2 separate regions of the Capra hircus genome follow, and region 2 is linked to region 1. Evidence: chromatin contacts called from public Hi-C data. All regions are on one chromosome and are shown on one strand. Each heading gives the region's core, a stretch centred on a gene start, on an enhancer-like site or on the middle of the called end of the contact. The rest is flanking DNA. Distances are from core to core; before and after follow the strand shown. Region 1 has its middle 30 kb from the start of FOXJ2. Region 2 holds the start of SLC2A3 (solute carrier family 2 (facilitated glucose transporter), member 3).

What was found. Hi-C and Micro-C count contacts between places; a contact is called where the count stands out from the background.
Region 2: a contact with region 1 is called in a Hi-C map of blood, with 6 times the contacts expected there. The contact joins the promoter of SLC2A3 here to the enhancer-like site in region 1. A contact is called at or near these places in 2 of 5 Hi-C or Micro-C datasets (both in blood).

Annotation. Positions count from the first base shown.
Region 1 is chr5:99,778,313-99,782,484 of ARS1.2, forward strand. No RefSeq gene overlaps it. Among named protein-coding and RNA genes, the nearest start is that of FOXJ2, 30 kb to the left of the region's middle. Within about 2 kb of position 1,474, at least 5 of the 5 cell types and tissues checked have an H3K27ac peak or open chromatin away from gene starts, as enhancers often do.
Region 2 is chr5:99,837,112-99,841,596 of ARS1.2, forward strand. It overlaps SLC2A3 (solute carrier family 2 (facilitated glucose transporter), member 3), which reads left to right and starts at 1,860. Exons shown (of 10, transcript NM_001285741.1): 1 at 1,860-1,874; 2 at 3,787-3,879; 3 at 4,426-4,485. The coding sequence starts at 1,860.

The DNA.
Region 1 (4,172 bases), core at 224-2,723:
TGGGATTCTCCAGGCAAGAATACTGGAGTGGGTTGCCATTTCCTTCTCCAGGGGATCTTCCTGAGCTGGGGAGCAGGAGACAGTTCATCCATTTCAACAAGAAGCAAGCTGAGAGTGTGGATACTGATTCAGGTATATTTGATAGTGAATTAGAATGGTGAGAAATTTCTTTTGTTTTTCAAAGAAATAAGAAATGAGATTATCAACTCAGTGTGAAAAAGGACAAGGAGATCTTGGAAATTTGAGGTGGGAGGAAAAGGTGTGAAATTGTTTTCTTACACAATAGGGAGTGAATTTGGGAAAATAAAGCTTTGCAGAGCAGTTCGAGAGCTCACTTGAGATTATCATCTAATTCAATGTGATACCAGTAAGCATGGTTGCAGGTTTTTCTCCAGTTATATTTATTTAGTTAGTGAATGCAAGCAAGCAGAGTAACTAGAGTTGGATTTAACCAAGGGTTGGGGTTTTACCCAGGAATATAACAGGAGGGAGAAAAGTGTTAAGGAGTTGCAAGTTTTTGCAAAGGAGTGCTTATAGTGATGAATCTAACCATTTAAGTTGGGGGATATGGAAAGTAAAAATAGAAGGGTGATGAAGTGAAAATTTAATAGAGTTAATAACTGAGAGATCCTGCTCCTATTAAGAAACGGTTCAAGGAGAATTCCCTGACCATCCAGTGGTTAAAACTGCCTTTCAATGCAGGGGGTGCGGGTTTGATCAGGGAGCTAATAAGATCCCACATGCCTCATGGCCAAAAAATGAGAACAGAAGCACTATCAATTTCAAGAAAGACTTTAAAAATGGTCCACATTAAAAAAAAAAAAAAATTGTTGGAGAGGCCATGATCAGTGTGAGATTCAAGAAACAGAGGTTTGGGAAGAAAAGCATTTATTTTTAATGACTCAGGCTAGGGTGTCACCATGAAAATGAGTGCGAGGTGGACTGGAAAATAGGATGATTGGAAATGAGCGGATAAGGAACTGAGGCCAACACAGGGCTGAATTGTTTCCAGGGATGATGCAGCCACTAGGAATGATGACAGCAGGCGTTGTGTAACCAGGAGAATGAGTCAGGTTTTCAGATTTCCAGGGAATGAAGGGAAGTGGCCCAGGGGATCACAGACTGCAATATCCTGATGGCACACACTTCAGAGGCCCCGAGTCTTTGAGGGACTAGAGGAAGAGAAAGAGTTGGGATTAGGCAATGTGGCTCTCCAGGCCTTCCAGTGAAACAGCTGAACCCACGCTGAGACTTGTAGAGGAGTGGGGTCCTCTTCCTTGGAAGATCAAAAAAAAGAAATCATGACGTTTACGCTGGACTTTGAAAGATGGAATGAATTTTGAGAGAAATAGACGTGGAAAGATGTTTCCGAACAGAGATAAGGCCATGACCCCAGCGGAGGGAGCCAACGCTAGCGGTTCCGCCCTGGTGCCCCTGCCAAACGCCCGGTGTCGCCCCAGTCGCCTGGTAAACCGTCGACCGCTAGGTGGCAGTGTGTGCCTTTGGGGCACCCTCCCTGCTCTTGTGGGTTTACAGGAGGTGGAAATGAGAATCCAGCCGAGATGAGCTAATGATGGGTTGGTGTATTTAGTCAGGCTCGAGTGTGTGGTCCTAGAAGTGAATTGGCAGCGCCCGCAAAAGAAAAGAATAAACTTGAGAACGCTTTGATGTGATATAAGAATCAGAGAAAGGCAGAGACTTGGGCAGGGGTGTGTGTGCCCGAGCAACATGGAAGGAGAGACAGATACAGTAATCTGCGTTTTGGCTTGTTTACTCAGAAAATAACTGTCCCCCGCCCCCCCATCTACCCCCCCCTTCCACACACACACACACACACACACACACACACACACACACACACACACACACTCATTTTTAAGTTGATATCTAAAATGTTTTAATTACTTTCCGGGATTAGTTTCTGCTGTCTCGATGGGTTTCAGGGCTATTGTTAGCCTTTCTGGTACCTTTGTGCAGACTGAGAAAAGGGGTGCCTGGGCGGGGGGCGGGGGGGTGGGAAGCGGAATGGGCAGTTTTCTAGGGACCCTCCCTCTGTGCAGAGAAAACATGCCCCTCCCTCTGGTTGAGGAGCAGAGCTAGCCTGTAATTGCGGCTGTATTTCAGGCTCCCCTTGCCCCTAAATTACAACCATACATGGGGCTTCCCTGGCGGTCCAGTGGTTAAGACTTCACCTTCCAATGCAGGGGCTGTGGGTTTGATCCCTGGTTAGGGAACGAAGATCCCACATGCCTTGCGGTCAAAAAGCCAAAACATAAAATAGAAGCAATATTGTAACACATTCAGTAAAGACTTTAAAAAGGGTCCACATCAAAGAGGAAAAAAAAAACAAAAAAACAAAAACAAAAAAACACCACCTTTAAGAGCTTCCCTGGTGGCTCAGTGGTAAAGAATCAGCCTGCCAATGCTGAAGTTCCCCATGTGCCACAACTACTGAGCTTGTGCTCTACAGCCAGAGAAGTGCAACTGCTGAAGCCAACAAACCGCAGAGCTTGTGCACCAACTAGAGAGTGGCCTCCACTCGCTGCAACTAGAGAAAAGCCCCCACAGCAATGACCCAGCAGAGACAAAAATCAGAAAGGTAAAAAATAATCCTTTAAAAATAAAGATTTTTTAAAATAAGAAATTACAACCATATATGTGGGTTCCTGTAGAGTTTTTTAAACCTTTGATTACAAAGATAACTCATTCCATATGTAGAATTATCAACTGCATGACAAAGCCATTGTCCTTGGGCAAGCCAGTAAGCCAAATCATACTTGGTTTGTGTCAGAAAAATTCTGACTTTATTTCAAATAAAAATGTTAACTTCTGTCCTTGTACCAACCATCTTCTCAACTCAGACAGATGTTCTGGAACTTTGCTGAGGGTTTTTTTTTTTATTTTACCAGTTGATGCTTCTAAAACTCTAGCATGTTTAGGAGTCACTTGGAAGGCTTGGTGTTACTATGAGTTTTTTGGTCCCTACCTTTCAGAGAGTCTGACCCAGCAAGTCTGGAGTGGAACTGTCAGTTGTCACACCTAACAAGCCCCTAGGAGATGCTAAAGTCACCCATCCATGGATGGTCACCCTCTGAATATCACTGGGAAGACGCTTCCCCCTTTAATCATTCCCATTAATGCCATATTGACTGTCAGAGCTCTATCTCTCAGGAACTACGCACTCTTAAATTGTGCCTGTTGCACCGTAGTAAAAACTTAAGATGGGTTAGAGATAACCTTTTTTTTTTTTTTTTTTTTTTACAAAGTAGGAGAAAGCAGTGGAAAGGAAGATGAGAAAGAAAAAAAGGTCAACCAGGCATATTCTTAAGAAAAACAATTTTAGAAAACTCATGAAAGCTGAAGTCTTGGAAAGTTATTTTTATCAAAAATGGGTGGAGAAGAAAGGGAGGGATGACTAGGTGGAGCATAGAGGATTTCTGAGGCAGTGAAAGAACACTGTGTGATACCAGCATGCTAGATCTGAGTCATTATACATTTGTCCCAGCACATAGACTGTACGCCACCAAGAGTAAACGCTAATGGAAGCTATGTAGGCTTATCCACTGTAAGCAGTGTACCATTCTGGTGGGGGTGTTGATAATGTATTTTTTAAAAAGCCCAGTTTGAAGCTTACTGTAGTAAAATTGTGTGTGAAATATGACTAATTAATTACAACTTTTTTTTTTTAAGTCTGTGTATTTCATGTTATTAGGCTGATGTCTTAACAAAGAGCATTTACGGACTAGAAGGAACAGTGGTAAATGTGTAGGGTAAAAAGGACTCATAGCCAGATCAAAAATATGAAGCTGTGGGTATATCCCATGACCTATTTAGATTTCTTCTTATGGTCCCAGCATTGCCGATCAACCATCTGGGGAACAAGGGGGGGGTGGGCGGTCATCAGAAAACAAGCAGGAACTGGAGTTGACACAATTGCCTTCACAGGATGTAAAGATAGGTTGCCTAATGTAAAGAGTGGTAGTTAAGAGGTTATTCTGGGAAGTGATAGAGTGATGAAGTCATGCTACTTACTGGGCAAATGACGCTCACTGACTTCCCAAGCTACATATAGAGAAAAATGCCTTTGAGGAAAGTCTGCCTGTGGGATCAGCCGTTGCATGACCTCTGGTTCAGGGGATCCTGACTTTCCTGTGGTGCGTGGGACTCAGCAC
Region 2 (4,485 bases), core at 610-3,109, 59 kb after region 1:
CACGTTTCACTCATCGCCAGTTTTCTCCACTAACAGCCAGACTGAATAATACCTTCATTTAGTGGTGATAATTTTGTAACGTATATAAATATCAAACCAGGTGTGACTGAGTTCTCTTCTCTGTCCACCTGAAACTATCACAACATTGTTAATCGGCTATACTCCAATATAGAAGAAAAAGTTTTAAAAAATAAAAACAAAAAACTTTTACCCCCCCCAAAATAATAAAAAATACCGAATCAGTATGTTGTACACCTAAAACTAATATAAAAATGTCAGTCAATTATACTTCAGTTGTTTTTTTTTTTTATCCTCATTTAAGGACAGACCACATGAGGTGGTTTGTTTCAGGCCCAGTAGTGCCAGTTTGGATTCCAGGTGCCCAACCAAAACCCCAAAGGAAGATACACTATCAGCAGTGACTCCTCCAGCCAAATTCTACCTCTTCACCTGTTTCTGCCACCCCGTCCCCTCTTCCCCCGGCTGGGGTTGCTAGGCTACAGATTAATAGGCATTGGGAACTTGACTATTGATAATTTCTCACCATAAAGGCCTGATATAATTGCTCACCCAACTCTTTAACTACAACTAAACTGTCCCCCTTCCTTTACTCTCACATGGGAGTCACTTCACTGGCCTTTTATTTTCCTTCATCTTCCTCTGCTCTCATTTTCCTTCTATCTTTTTCCTCCTCATCTTGCTCACTTCTCTTGTATGGCTTGGAAATCAGATGTGTATCTCACGCTTTTCTCTCACAGCCTAGAAGGAATAGGCTGTTGGCAGTTCTCTCCAGCTGTGTAAGAAGCAGTTGCCCTGGTCCCTCTTGAATGTTTTAAGTGGAAGAAGGGGAGCACCGTCGATTCCTGAGGGCCTGGACTTTTTGATCTTCTCTACTGATGAATCCCCAACTTCTTTCTGATACACAGTTTGTGCTCTGCAAATAAAATACCTGTTTAATGGATCCTTACAGTTGTTCTCTCTCTAGATGCTGTCAACATGGGACTAGGGGCAAAACACTGCAGAGTGGGTGGGATTCAGCTGGGTGGGAAGCTGGTGAACAACATTTTCAGGAGTGTAGATTGTGTCCCAGGCCAGCTGATTCTCTGCTTCCTGGAACCCAGGAAGAGTTGGTTTGGCTCCTGGATATTCAGGTTTTCGAAACCAGGAGAGACTATGCTAAGTCAGAGGACAAGTGGAGCCAAAAGCTCATCCAATTCTTCCTTCTTTGGCTTTCCTTCTCCAGACTGTCCTTCCCTCCCCTCCAAGATTGTAGACACAGCCTGCAATCAAAGAGCAGCTGATAAAGTCATAGGATTATGAATGTTTTCTGTTCACATCCAGCGACCTTTGCCGAATATGGATAGCCTTTATTCTCACCTTTTTACGGATTGATTCAATTCTGAGCCCTTGCGAGAGCAAAAAATAAAGTGTATCTGCCCTCCCTCCAGGCTTTTTCTGGTAGCATTTTGTCTGTGAAACGTGCTCTTAAAACGGGGAAGGAGGAGAAGCTTTAAAAAAAAAAATTGAGTAGGGTGGGGGCAGGATGTGGTTTTCAAAAGCAGGCTTGAAGGGTGGGTTGGGGGGTGTTGCCTAGGGAGGGGGCAGTGTTTGAGGTCTACACTTACGAGGAGCTCCAAAGATTGGAGGCGGGTAGGGTGGGGCTGGGGGCTTGTCTCCCGGGCTCCGCCCTCTCCGAAGCTTATATAGGCGCATGAGATATAGGCTCCGCTACTGAGGACCTGGAGGAAAACTTGCCGCCGATAGAGGACATTTTGGAGGTTTTGCTGCCTGGAAGAGGGGTCTCTGGAGTCCCACTCCTAGATCTTTATCGAAGATTTGAAAAGAATTAAATTAGGGCCATGGGGACCACGAAGGTAAGAGCGATACGGTTACCGGTTATTTTTGCCGGCTTGGGTTGCAAGCTATACCGGCGTTGGCTGGAAGCCTTTTCCATTGCTCTCCCAGCCTGCAGTGCCGCACTTCCACAATTCTTTTCGGATGTCATGTCCTATAAAGGATTTATCCCAGTTCCATTCACCTTCTTGGTGTGGGAAAAGTCACCTGGAGAAGTTGTTTGTATTACACACATGGGTGTGTGTGTTTGTGTTTTCTTTAATACAATTACATGCTTTTGAGGATGTGAAGTTGAGCGTTCAGGGGATTGGGGGCGTATGGTGGTGTTGATGCTTTAGACCTTGAAAAGACCTGAGGTTTGTTTTGGGGGTGCCGGGTCGGTGTCCAGCCATCATCTGTTCTATGACTTGTGGGATTCCCTGAATTACCTAAGGACAGAGAATTCCATGATTGTAACCGCACAGTATATTAATGTATTATTGAGTGTTGTGGATGCGGTATTTGCTGGGAGAAGGGCATTTTCACTAAGGTAATTTATCTGAAAATAAAAGATGGGAGAGGGGATGAAAAAGTAGGAAGGCCCTCAGGAGTTAAATGATGAGAGAAAATAAGAGGTTTCTACTGAAAGGAGTGAATGAAGTAGAAAGCGCTGCCCCCGCTGGCCTCGGCGGTACTTAGATGCCGGTGGAGGCAAGGTCAATTTGGGGAACTGTTAACTCGAGGCCTGCCACTGCCTGACTTGATAGGGAAGGAGTTTAAGATGAGACAGGGTTGGCGGGGGCGGGGAGCTCTCAGGCATAAAAATTGAGCTCTCTTGGGGTGGAAATTAAGATCACACCTACTAGGATTACCCCGACAAGGTGAGTGATGACTGGGTTGATTTCAGCACAGCCCCCTCACAAAATGTCTCCATTTTGGATTGGGAGTCAGCTTGTTCTCGCCCCCTGGTGGGTGGGTGGGGGATAGCAGTACCTCTTTAAGGGAACGGGAAGAATTTCAGATGGGACCAAGGAAGGGTACGGTGGTACGGCGGGCGGATCCTGCAGATTCTGTGACCCAGAGTTGCGAGCAGCCTGGTGATGACGACACGTCAGTACCACTCGTGCTTTTGTGGAATTTGGGGTACGGGTGAGCCTACACCGGCTCCAGCTGGTCGCAGAATAATCTGTTCTCGACAATCCTAAGGCTTTGCTGCCTGCCCTCAGTTTTTTCTATCCCTAAGCACAATTCTGTGCTTGCCTGGGGATTTATTTACCTGGGGCTGCTGTTTGAATACTTACAAACGGACTAACCCAGTTCTCCTAACTTGTCCCTTCCAAAATTTTCTTTCCAGAATTTCCCCAGGTTTACTCTTCATGATCATCTATATCACCAGATAAGCTCTTCAGTGCTTTTGTGTTCCTTATTCACTACCTAAACGTTAAGTTGTTGTTTTCATACTACCAACCAGCTGAGTTCTAGTACATAAATCTCTTGTTTTTTAATTTTCTTTTTTTAAATTTTATCTTCATGGTATTTCTCTTTTAAATTATGAAAGTATAATAACACATTTACAGGAGACTTGGAAAATACAGAACAAAGTTACATATAGTTCCACTATATATTAAAATTTTTTTCAGTAGATATGTCAAGATTTTTAGCTGGAATTTTCAATATCAAACTCAAAAATTAATAGAATGAATATACAGAAAAGTAAAAGAATGTGGTAGACCTGAAAAGCACTATGAACCAGTTCAACCTAATGAAGATTTATACAATTTTCAGATAACAGCAGAATACAAATTCAAGTTCCCAGAGACTGTAAACTGGGAGGCACTGGAACATATCCGGGGCATAAAACAAGGTGCAAAAATCTCATGGTGTGTTCTCCTTACTAAGAGCCAGTCATGGATCAAGAATTTTAAGGAATGTTCTTCTCTACCCTCCCCCCAGGTCACCACACCTCTGATCTTCGCCATCTCAGTTGCTACCATAGGCTCTTTCCAGTTTGGCTACAACACTGGAGTCATCAATGCTCCTGAGGCGGTGAGTGCCAGGCAACAAGAGTTTTGAGTTGGGAATGGGGAAAGTATTCCTTTAGGTAGGGTTTCCAGAATTATCATGCTTAGACAGACTTGGTAGCTCACTTGGCTAAGACTGAGATGGGGCATGATATTGGTGGGGATCTAACTGAATCATTGATCAAAGCAAGAGACTCAGGGCAGGGGCTCCCTGCACCCTGGACTGGGCCCGTTCATCCTCTCACCCTCTGGTGACACACTTCCCTTATTGTCCCCTAGAGGTTAGTTACAAAGTCGGGGTGCAGGGGTGCGGCGTGAAATCATCCCTGAACAGAAGTACATCAGTACTACTACCTACTGGCATTTTCAGGACAACTAAGTTATTCAAATTTAGTAACATGAACTCCAGTGTTACCTGTCTTTTCCATTGCCATCTATTTATTCCCTCGACTCTCTACCTAGAAAGTAACTGGAACACAGTTCTCTTAGGGAGGGGAAGATCCTGAGTGTTTGTATCTTTTCTCATCCAACTGTAATGGTCTTTTCTCCCACCACCCATTTTAATTGGCAGATCATAAAAGACTTTCTCAATTACACTTTGGAAGAACGGTCAGAAACACCCCCATCCAGC